Linked DNA regions of Mus musculus: regions 1, 2 and 3 are each linked to region 4. Evidence: chromatin contacts called from public promoter capture Hi-C data. All regions are on one chromosome and are shown on one strand. Each heading gives the region's core, a stretch centred on a gene start, on an enhancer-like site or on the middle of the called end of the contact. The rest is flanking DNA. Distances are from core to core; before and after follow the strand shown.

What was found. Promoter capture Hi-C pulls out the DNA fragments that hold promoters and counts their contacts.
Region 1: a contact with region 4 is called in a promoter capture Hi-C map of pre-B cells, with 7 times the contacts expected there. The contact joins the promoter of Nemp1 here to the promoter of Tespa1 in region 4. A contact is called at or near these places in 2 of 39 promoter capture datasets (the C10 cell line and pre-B cells).
Region 2: a promoter capture Hi-C map of pre-B cells shows a contact between it and region 4, with 2.3 times the contacts expected there. The contact joins the promoter of Stat2 here to the promoter of Tespa1 in region 4.
Region 3: a promoter capture Hi-C map of pre-B cells shows a contact between it and region 4, with 4 times the contacts expected there. The contact joins the promoter of Shmt2 here to the promoter of Tespa1 in region 4. A contact is called at or near these places in 2 of 39 promoter capture datasets (the C10 cell line and pre-B cells).

What each region holds. Positions count from the first base shown.
Region 1 is chr10:127,675,368-127,678,349 of GRCm38.p6, forward strand. It overlaps Nemp1 (nuclear envelope integral membrane protein 1), which reads left to right and starts at 1,698. Exons shown (of 9, transcript NM_001113211.1): 1 at 1,698-1,860. The coding sequence starts at 1,731. Gm16230 (a long non-coding RNA gene) reads right to left here and starts at 1,392. Exons shown (of 4, transcript XR_872178.1): 1 at 1,304-1,392.
Region 2 is chr10:128,269,078-128,271,933 of GRCm38.p6, forward strand. It overlaps Stat2 (signal transducer and activator of transcription 2), which reads left to right and starts at 1,421. Exons shown (of 24, transcript NM_019963.2): 1 at 1,421-1,640. Apof (apolipoprotein F) reads left to right here. Exons shown (of 2, transcript NM_133997.3): 2 at 1-2,173. The coding sequence ends at 882.
Region 3 is chr10:127,520,930-127,523,804 of GRCm38.p6, forward strand. It overlaps Shmt2 (serine hydroxymethyltransferase 2 (mitochondrial)), which reads right to left and starts at 1,515. Exons shown (of 12, transcript NM_028230.4): 1 at 1,359-1,515; 2 at 1-186. The coding sequence starts at 1,391.
Region 4 is chr10:130,321,354-130,324,256 of GRCm38.p6, forward strand. It overlaps Tespa1 (thymocyte expressed, positive selection associated 1), which reads left to right and starts at 1,499. Exons shown (of 9, transcript NM_183264.4): 1 at 1,499-1,616.

The DNA.
Region 1 (2,982 bases), core at 448-2,947, 2.6 Mb before region 4:
ATATGACATGTGGTTCATCGTGTTTACGTATGCTCCCTTGTCTGGGATAGTTTGTTAGTCTTCCCTTGTTTCACATTAATGTAAGTTTTTGTTTTGAGGTTGGTTTTAGATGTGTAGTGCAAGCTAATCTTATTTGTGATCCTCTGACCTGAGTGTTTTGAATGCTGGAGTTAACAGATATGGACCAACACGCCTCCTGTTAACCTTGACATTAAAAGTTTTTTTTTTTTTTTTTTTTTTTTTTTATCAATCGATCCATTAATTGTGTGGGGGGTATTGTGTGCCACAGAGTCAGTATGGAGGTCCTGTGGGAGCAGAAGTTGGTTTTCTCCTGTCATATGAGTTCTAGGTTTACACAACCGAGCCATCGCAATAAGCCATCTATATGTGTGTATAAATGTGCATATACATGTATACATGTGTCTACACACAAGTGTGTGTATATATATGTGTGTGTGTATGTATGTGTATATATATATGTATATGTATATATATGTGTGTGTGTGTGTGTATATATATGTATGTATATACACACACATACAGGTTCTCACGGTTCAAACTCTATAATCCTGGCTACTCTTCAATTCTCAGCAAGCCTTCATTCTCAACTTCCCAAGTGATGGGATTACAAGCACGCCTTTAATCCCAGCACTTGGGAGGCAGAGGCAGGCAGATTTATGGGTTCAAGGCCATGGTCTACAGAGTGAGTTCCAGGACAGTCAGGGATACACAGAGAAACCCTGTCTCAAAAAACCAAAAAAAAAAAAAAAAAAAAAAAAAAAAGGTGCTTCAATTTTCAATTTCTGTAAGTGCTACACACACAGTGCCTGGACTGCAAGTACTGGGAGGCACCTAAGCCACAGAAAGAACTTAGATTTGAGCTCAGAACCTACTTTGTGTTTTTTCTCTCTCTCTTAGCCTTGGCTTTTTTTTTTTTTTTTCCCAAATGGAGAGGATAAGCTGTCTTAATTATCACTTGTTTCGTTTCAAAACCAGAAATGCTCGGGACTTGTAGTTTATTCCTGTGGCGTTGGTGATTGAAACGAGGGCCTTGTGCACAGTTTAGCTACATCTTCAGTCAAAAAAGGAAACCGAAGCCAAATTAATACTTTTTTTTGGTGTTTTGTTTTCTGTTTGTTTTTTTCTTGCAGTGCTGGGGATCGAAGTCAGAGTTTCTATCTCAGCTCTATCTCTACATTTTCAAACGTTGTTTATGCCTGCAAAACCTTGACAACGCACAATAATCCTGTACTTATTGCTGAAATATTTCAGAACTTTGGAGACAGGCTGGCAATCATTTTACCTTAAAAAACGGTCACGGGAGAACCTTACTCGTGAAGAGTTGCCACTGGCTAGCATGTCATAAAAGGGCCGAGGAAGAAAGGAAAGAAAAACTAGAAGAGACGTTTCGATGGAAACACGCAGTCCAGGAGGCCTCCTCTCATTCTGATTTCCTATTGGGTAAGCTTTCCATCAATCTCATTTGTAAATAAACCGCGGACGGAAGCAGATTGCGGGGAAAGGGCGGGCTCTTCCTGTCGTCACTGCCAGGATTGGCGTTGCTAGGAGGTGTGGCTCCTAGGGGCGCGGGAGGGCGGAGCGCGCGAGGCCCCGCCTGCTCCACGGGTGGGGGTGGGGGCGGGTCTCGCAGCCGATTGGCTGCCGGCGCTGCCCGTTCGGAGACAGTTGCTGAGGAGGGGCACGCGAGGAGGAGGCGGTGTGAGGCATCCATGGCGGGAGGAATCAAAGTGTCGGTGTGGTCGGCGGTTGGTCCAGGGCCCCGGTGCTGGGGGGCCGGGGGCGGCGGCGGCGCCACATGGCTGCTCTTGGTCGTCGCCGGCTGCGTGGTCTGCGGCTCAGGTACCACCCGGGCAGCGGCTGCCCAGGGGTCGGGCGCGAGGGCGTTAAATGTGGAAAAGTGGTTTCTTATCCCGAGGGTGCGGCCCGTTACTCGGAGCAGCTCGGGACGCTGAGTGAGACGCTCCAGGGACGGTCCGCACTGACGGGTCCCGGGCCGCCCTCCGGACAGCTCGGGTCGGGCGGAGGCCTGAGCCTTCCCCAGGAAGGGAGGCCTGGGCTGGTTGACACCCTTTAGGGGGGAAACCACGGAGGGGCTCCGAGGTGCTGCTAGGTCTCTTGAATTTCTGAGTTAAAACGGATTTCTGGGTTTCGCCCTGAAATAGGTCAGGAGAAAGCAAACGCCCCACTCATTCAGTTTACTAAAAACACCCCAGGGATGGATCTGTCTCGGTACAGTGGAATAGAGTTCACCTGAATGTTTTTCAAGACAGGGTCTCTCAGGGTAGCCCCTGGCTGTTCTGGAACTCACACCTTAGACCGGGCCGGCCTGGAGTTGAGAGACCCACCTGCCTCTGCCTCCTGTGTGCTGGGATTAAAGGTGTGTGCCACCACTGGCCTCCTGTTAAGATCCTCCTCCCAAATAGCTCCGGAGAACACACCTGGAGTCATTATACTCCAGTTGCCCAGGAAAGATAAGAGGCCATCCGCTTAAGCGGGACGTAGTTCCTAAGTTTATTCATTCTTTCAAGCACATTCATTTTGTACTTTCTGCTGGACAGTCAACTCCGGACTAGGTAAGAAACTTATTTTGTGATCCCGACCAGAAAAAAAAAAAATTAAAAGTTGATAAGAAATCGTGTTTTCCCTCCCTTGTTAAATAGTGGCCGGGAAAATAAGTGATGTTTGCCAACATCCACTGGAGGGAGTAGCAACTCCAGAGAATAAAGACAGCCAAGGCGTGTAAGCACACATCCACTCTCATACTGCCCCCTTCCGTTCCTGCCTGCCTGTCACTTGCTCTCACTTGTGGCTTTAAGATCAACACCCATAAATATATTGTTCAAGAGGGACTGGAGACTTCTTTTGGGAAGAGAGTATATGTCCAGGAAAGATTCTTTTCCGGATCAGGGCCTAAAAGCCTAGAACAGGATTTGGAAGGACTGTCACCTGAATAAACTGTCA
Region 2 (2,856 bases), core at 171-2,670, 2.1 Mb before region 4:
GATGCCACTTCACACGGAGAGGCAACCAGTGTCTCTACGGTGCTCCCTCCCTCGAAGTTGGGATACCAGATGCAGACCTCAGACAAGCCCTTGTCCTGCCAGATGCTGCTCCCCAAGTCCCTGCCTGGCTTCACTTACATGCCCCCTGTCTCCAAATTCCTGGTAGGCCTGGCTCTAAGGAATGCTCTGGAGGCAGCTGGCTGCCAGGCTGAGGTCTGGGCTCTTCAGCTTCAGCTTTACCGATTAGGAGGTGTGGAGGCTACACAAGCCCTCATCCACCATCTCCAGGAGCTCCAGAAGAGTGGACACACAGACCGGGAAGTGTCTGTGGATGCCCTGTCCTCTGCTCTGCAGCTCTTAGCCTGGGAGCAGCCAGGTCCAAAGAGGGCCAAACGTTCGATTTCCAACACAGACTGCGACAATGATCAGGAACAGAGTGTCCACAATGTGGTTGACCTACTACCAGCAGTAGGCACCTACTACAACCTAGGCACAGCTTTGTATTACGCCATTAAGAACTGCTCTGACAAGGCCAAGGAACGAGGTCGAGATGGGGCCATAGATCTGGGTTATGATCTCTTGATGGCCATGGTAGGCGCGTCAGGGGGCCCAGCTGGTGCGGTGATCACGGCTGCTCTTAAGCCAGCGATGAAGGCTGGGGTTCAGCGGCTGATCCAGTATTATTATGATGAGAAAGAGGTGACCACCCCTCAGCCAGAGGTGACCACCCATCAGCCAGAGACCGGAAAGGATGCCACCACAGATATCGGTGTTGTGGAAGAAATAGCCATGTCTAATTTTGTGTCAGAAGTTGAAAGTACAACTTCTAACTGGGAGTGGCCTTTATTAAAGAACTATGGTGTCTTGGCGTACAAGAGATAGTAACAAAACAACCAATAAGTGGAAAATTCTGACAAGAGAAGTGTAGATGGATGGATGGGTGGGTGGATGGTTTGGGATACTGTCATCGCTTGCCAGTAATTTCCTTCTTGAAACTTAGATTTTTACACTCTAATGGGGCTGGCTAACTTCCACCTGAACAAGTGATTATAGAAATTAAAAAGCGTTATCATGAACCCACAGTATTTATCATTCATATCCTCAAAAATACCTTATTACCTCAGCTCTTCCCTCCCTATCCTAAGGGACGCAGGTCCCACCCTTTCTATGGAGTCCTAGGTGCCTTCACGCACCCTGGTTTCAGTTTCCTTTCCCTAGAACTCACGGTTCGGTTCGGGTAAATCAGCTGCTAGAATTCCTGGCTAAGACTTTAGTTGGGCTCCGCCCGACTAGGGGGGCGGGAGCGGGCACTAACGAGCTTCTCCCTCTCCGCCAATCACTGAAGTCGGCGGTGTGGTTTCAAGCAGCTTGTCCAGCCCAGCGCTGAACGGGGTTGTGTTTCAGCCAATGAGAGTGACACGCGGGGAGGGCGTGGCTAAGCTTTCGGTCGCCCCACCGATCCCGGAACGCCGAGCGTCCACAGCCGGGTGATCCATTCCGCCAGCCGGGTGACCCATTCCGCTGTTCGCTATCTTGGTCCGCCGGAGTCGGGGGAGGGTGGAAAACGGGTCCTTGAACCGCTTGGAGAATTGGAAGTTGCAGCGAGAGCACTGGAAGGAGCGGCACTGGACCCTCAGAAGGTACAGGCCCCGAAAGGGTGTGCGGAGCGGGGCGGAGGTGCCAGCCGGTTCCCGGGAAGGGCTGCTGCCCCGGGTGATGCCCCTGTAGACAAGGCTTCTGCTCTCTGGCTGAAGTCGAACACCCTGCAGGATGCTGCACCGCTGCACAGTTCTACTTCTCAACCCTGTCGACTTCCTTCCAAAACTCCTCCGCAACCCTTGCAGCTGCTCTATGTACCCATTATGATCCTTGTCATAAGCCAAAGCTTTAACCTCTGCTCTGCGAATCTATTTACTTATTTGTTTGCTTCCTTATTATATTTTTAAAATTTGTATGCATGTTGTGTTTATGTACTAGGTGCGTGCCTGAATTGGCCAGAAGAGGGCCGAATTTACTAGGACTGGAGTTAAGATGGTTGTGAGCAGCCATGTGGGGGCTGGGAACCGAACCCAGGTCCTCTGGAAGAGCAGCCAGTGCTCTTAACCATGGAGCCATCTCTCGAGGCCCTTTACATAATTTTTGATCCTTGCACAAATAAATAAATAAATAAGAAAGACATCCTTGATCATTATGTGTGTGTGTTTGTATAATATATATATATACACATATGTATATATATATATTATATACATATAATACATATAAACTATAGTCCTAGAGGTGAAACTGTTTGCTTAAGGTTACACACAAAGTCTAGTTTATTTCAGAAAACCTTATTCAGTGCAAAACTGATATCGGAGAGTGAAGCCAACTAGAGAAAGTACTTTGTTGCAGCCCCTATAGCCTACGTGCAGTTAGTTCACTTAGGCAGACTTTGGGTGTGAGGGTTGAGACAGGGTTTCTCTGTGTAGCCCTCCTGTCCTGGAAACTCAAAGATCCACCTGCCTCTTCCTCCCAAGAGCTGGGATTAAAGGTGTGCACCAACACCACCCGTCAAGTTTTTGTTTCTTAGAAGCAATACAGGCATATAATTTAAAGAGTCAAGTACCCGTTTGGAGCTGTAGCTCAACCAAAGCTTTCACAGAGAGTAAGGCACGAGGATCAAGGATTGCAAGAAAGCTAAAATGAAAACAAACATTTTGTTTGAAGAGAGATTGGATCAGGGCTATGGAGATGGTTCTTCAGTTAAGAGCACTGTCTGCCCTCCCAGATGTCCTGAGTTCAATTCCCAGCCATGGTGGTTCACAACCATCTATAATCCTAGAGTCCTATAGGATCCAATGCCGCTTCTGATCT
Region 3 (2,875 bases), core at 265-2,764, 2.8 Mb before region 4:
GAGCTCCAGGCCGCGACACTGTCTGTCCTTCTCCCTCTGCAGAAGCTCCCACATCTCAGGGTCACTGTCTGATAAACTCTCCTGGCCCGTCCAACCTCCAGCTGCTTCCCCAGCCTGCGTCTGGGCCACCTTGCTGTGCTGGGCCCGGGCAGCCATGCAGACCAGCTGACCACATCTCTGCAGAGGCTCAGGGCAGAAAGGCCAGGGTTAATTAAAAATTGTCCAGATCTCTTCTCCCAGCTGCCCTCAGTCATGGGTACAGATCGAGCCCTCTGGCTAAGTACGCAGCCTGGTCCGGCCAGCAGTCAGTGCTCTCTACCCCCACTTTCATCTTGAATAGCAAGTTCTAGAGTCAAAGGTTCAGATCATTATCCAAAGGGCAGTTTTGGTCAACTCTAACACAACGCATCCCTAATCACCCTGAGTGACTCTGCAAAGTCACAGAGCAAAGCTTGTGCCCCAGAAGCCCATGTCCCTCCAATTCAGGTGAGAGACACTGCGATTCCAGAGTCTCCCCACACACAGGAACAAAATGACCATCCTAAGGTCCTGGCTGCTCTTGTGGGGGACAGCGGTTCATCTTCCAGCACCCACAAAACAGCTAACAACCATCTGTAACTCCAGTTCCAAGAGATCTGATGCCCTCCTCTGACCTCTGTGGGTACCCAGGCATGCACGCAGTGCACACACAGTGCAGTTAAAATATTCATAAACATAAGAGGTGGACTTCCTGCAGGGCCTCCGGACATGAATACCTCCATGAGAGAAGATACCAAGCTAACAGGGCTTAACACCAGAGGCTTTTAAAGGGTGGTTTCCAGAGCAACCTTTAAAAAGTAGGAGGATAGACTTTTAAGCAGTTCTTGGAAAGAGTTGTGTACTGGCGGGAGTTGGGGTAGGCTGAAGGTGTTTGCCCAAAATCTTAATTTTATCTCACACTCACAGACACACACACACAGCACCTCGCTACCTCCTTCCTGCCCACACAGCAGCAGGACCCTTGCGTGATGAAAGTACTGAGGCTCGGTTGCATCATCTCCATAGCTCAGAGCTGGCGGGAAAAATTCAACTAGCGCATCGAAGCCGGGAACCCCACTTGTTTGCTAGGATATTGTTAACACAGCGTCTGCGGACCTTTACCTTAAGAGTCGTGTCAACTGGGTGACTACAAGACCCTACCTAGGTCGTCTGATCGCCAGAACTAGGGGCCCAGCCACCGCACATGTGCTGTCTCAGGGATTTCCTGGTTAAGCATCTGTTCCCCGAGGCCCCAGAACACGTGCAGCAAGGAGCCAGGAGAACCCCACTTTGGGTGGGCCTTTCCACTGATCATCCAGTAAACAGAACCCTGTTCTTACCCGAGTGGTCCGAAGCAAAGAGAAGGATACCATCGCTACAGGAGGCACAGGAGGACTAGCCACTAACTCTGTATCGGTGTAGTACCGGGGTCGAAAACCAGCTGCTCTTAGAACGCGTGCGCGAGAAAATTGCCCCCGTGAAGTTCGAGTGAAAGAGGCGTTCCCTGCGCATGCGCAGTACTGGGTTTTTTTAAAAAATTGCCTTCTGGGAATTGTAGTTTTTTACTTTGCTCTTTCCCATCTATACAAGTCCCGGTATGGAGAGCTTTGCCTGAAAAGTTCTTAGACTTAAAGCTCCTCCATGTCCTTTCTTGAAGCTCTTCAGAGTTTCTGTTTTGTTTTTCCTTCCGGTTTTCCAGGCAAGCGCTTTTTGGTTTGTTTGTTTGTTTGTTTATTTTCGTGTGGTTTATGCCTACCAAGCATATCTAGCATATGGTTCTCAGGGAGATTTAAAACATATTTAGAAGATAAATACACACAGTGAAAGCAGATATAGTTTGAAAGGGTAAAAGACTCAAATCCTTGCTTTAGGATTACAACACAAAGTCCTCCGTTTCTTCCAATGTTAAACCATGACATTGTCATTCCAGTACTAGGGAAGTGGAGACAGAGAGATTGAAAGGTCAAGGCTAGTAGCCTCAGCTACATGTGAAGTTAGAGGACAGTGGACCTCAGATGAGCCTGTCACACTTTGCCCACTCCAACACAAAGAGCTTGTAGAAGGGATTAAATGAAACTTCGCATTCGGACGCTGGCTCCGGTGGGTTGTCCTCTTCCCCTGACTCACAGCCTGCCTCCTCTGTGTCTATCCAGCTGTCAGGTGAGAGCAGAGTAGCCATCCCTCCTCTTCTCACACGGTTTGCATTCGTTTCTTATTTACATCTCCCTTACTCCCCAGCAGTCGCCCACTTCTTTTTTTGTTTTTGTTTTTTTTGGGGGGGGGGTTGTTTTGTTTTGTGTTTTGTTTTTTTGTTTTTGTTTTTGTTTTTTGTTTTTGTTTTTTGAGACAGGGTTTCTCTGTGTAGCCCTGGCTATCCTGGAACTCACTCTGTAGACTAGGCTGGCCTCGGACTCAGAAATCTGCTGGCCTCTGCCTCCTGAGTGCTGGGATTAAAGGCGTGCGCCACCACCGCTTGAGGACATCTTCTTAAGGCCTCTGCTCAGAGACACACAACCAAACCTCTTGGGGATTCCAGGAAGCAGTGGTTTTGAGAACCATTGGCCTCTGATAGCCATTTTATACCTTTACTCATTCAGTAGACATTTAGCCATGCCTTAGCCCTGGAGACACAAGGGGCTCACTAATAGTGACCCAGACAACACGAAACACTTCACTTTGTTCTCTTATACCCAGATAAGAGGGAGGGAGGGAGGGAGGGAGGGAGGGAGGGAGGGAGGGAGGGGGGGAAGGGGGGAAGGGAGGGGGGAGGGATGGATGGAGGGAAGGAGGGAGACAGAGACAGAGACATAGCCCTGTGAGTCAGGTTTTGGTGGTGGTTTTTGGGTTCAGTTTTTTT
Region 4 (2,903 bases), core at 249-2,748:
CCTCACTCAGGATGATGCCCTCCAGGTCCATCCATTTGCCTAGGAATTTCATAAATTCATTCTTTTTAATAGCTGAGTAGTACTCCATTGTGTAGATGTACCACATTTTCTGTATCCATTCCTCTGTTGAGGGGCATCTGGGTTCTTTCCAGCTTCTGGCTATTATAAATAAGGCTGCTATGAACAAAGTTTGGAGATGTGACGAAAGGATGGACCATCTAGAGACTGCCATATCCGGGGATCCATCCCATAATCAGCTTCCAAACGCTGACACCATTGCATACACTAACAAGATTTTGCTGAAAGGACCCAGGTATAGCTATCTCTTGTGAGACTAGGCCGGGGCCTAGCAAACACATATGTGGATGCTCACAGTCAGCTATTGGATGGATCACAGGGCCCCCAATGGAGGAGCTAGAGAAAGTACCCAAGGAGCTAAAGGGATCTGCAACCCTATAGGTGGAACAACATTATGAACTAACCAGTACCCCGGAGCTCTTGACTCTAGCTGCATATGTATCAAAAGATGGCCTAGTTGGCCATCACTGGAAAGAGAGGCCCATTGAACTTGCAAACTGTATATGCCCCAGTACAGGGGAACACCAGGACCAAAAAGTGGGAGTGGGTGGGTAGGGGAGTCGGGGGGAGGGTATGGGGGACTTTTGGGATAGCTTTGGAAATGTAAATGAGGAAAATACCTAATAAAAATATTTTAAAAAAGAAAAGAAAAAAGAAAATGAACATGGCTCAGTGAGTAAAGTTGCCTTCTAATAAGCTTGATGACCTGAGTTCAAACCCAGGATCTACATGGTGGAAGGAGAAGATTGACTCCTTCAAACTGTCCTCTAACCTCCACATGCATGCTGTGACAGGGGCATGAACACACACACACAGAGAGAGAGAGAGAGAGAGAGAGAGAGAGAGAGAGAGAGAGAGAGAATGAGAGAGAGGGAGGGACAGAGAGAGAATATGCACACACAGAAACATAGATAAATCCAATAAAAATTTTTAAAAAGAAGTTAATGCATAAAAATTGCTTTCATTAATAGTATTTATGAAGAAGCTTCTGGGGGGTCTACCTGAGTGTGAAAGAGTTATGAAAAATCCCAAGTAGGGTGAAGTCCTCAACTATAGAATAAATGTGAGTAGATTTTATGGAGAGACAAGTCTAATTTTTAAATCATTTTCTACATTTTCTATGTACATTTGGCTACAGGAGTAGATTCTAACTGTTTCTAATTATATTAGAGGAAGACTTTTCCAGATTCCCATTGTCTAGTGGGCAATACCCCTCCCTAGGTGTAAAAAACTGAAGTCGCTGCAAGCAGCCATTTCAGGGGATGGGCTCTGCCTGTAAGCTTATGGGTGATAGATGCTTTATTCTTCTGTCTCCTAAGCTAGAGCAGAGGATGTGGCTGGCTAAGAGGCAGAGGCCGTGCAGATGCATGTACAGATATCTCTGTGTTCTCTCACATCCGCTTCCTCTTTTGAGCTGACAGTTGAATGAGAACAGAGAGAAAGTCACAGTCTGCGATATGAAACTATCACACAGCCCTCATCTCTAGCACCACTCCTGAGAAAGATTCAACCCTGTTTCGAGAACTTTCTTACCTCTGGTAAGTGTAGTTTTCTTTGGCTTTAGAGTGGAACTGATATAGAGTTATAGATAGTTATAGAGAAAAGGATATGGGTCAGGGGGGAAAAATCTGGCCTCCAAGTTAAGAGATTTATCAGGAGAGAAACTTTCATTCCTGACCTTAACTCTACAGCCTCATCATTGGAACTATTGAGCAGAGATGCCTCTTCCCATCCTCCTGGCTACCAGATGTTATTGTTCTGGGGTCATGAATCATGGCCTTTTTGATGAACTGAATTGCTATTCACAAAATTCCTTTTTTCTCATGAGAATTCTTAGCATCTTGCTAAACTCATATGTGTGGCCATTTAATTCTATTTTCAATTATGAAAAGCTGTGAACAAGAGAAGTTTCCTGGTTTGATGATAGGTTCTTTTTAGTTCCCTTATCTCTGAATTTGGGAATATACAAACCTGGCCTGACTTTTCTCTCAGCTTTTCTTTGGAATCTTCAGCAAAAGATGTGGAGATAAAGTGTTGTGAGGTATATAAAAATTACTATGTGGGAAAATTTGCACAGTTGGATAATGACAGGCCAAATTTACTAAAGGCCCATGGTTCACATTTTATGAAGACTAGGGTTTTGCCTTATATCTCATTTAAATATGTTGACCTCTCAGTGACCTATATAATATTGGGGCTGGCATCTCCAACACCCTTTGTTTCAGGGTAGCTATCCATCTGTATCCTGGTAAAGGAGGAGGCATGGAAATATCATTCACACTGGGTTTTTCCCACAACCCACTTTATCCCACAACCCATTTTATCCCACAACCCACTTTATCTGTGGGTAGAAGAGGCAATGTAGGGATTTAGGGCAGAGCCCCATCAAGATAAAAGTGTACTGTAGAAGTAGTTTAGTAAGATAATAAGCATTTAAAACAATGCCCAAGGAAATATTTGTGACTTCGTATATCACAAAGGTCCTTAATTGGAGGTTTTATACAATTCATGAGTAATTAGAGGTTGGAAGCTTGCAAATGCCCAAGCTTCTGATTCAGCAGATATTCAGCTTGAGCAGTAAGAGCCAGGGATCTGCAGGTCCTAAATCATGACCATTGGTTTAAAAAAAAAAAAAAAAAGAGCTCAAAAGGCCAGGTTTGTTGGTTGACTTCTACAGAAAATGTTATCATAGATAGCAAGATAAAGCTATAGAAGGAGGGATAGAAAAAGAGCCAACAAACACAGGCACTCAGACAGATTTAGAGGCTATTTATAACCAGACTAATAATGTTCTCTTAACTCCTTCGATCCTCTGAAAGTTAAGA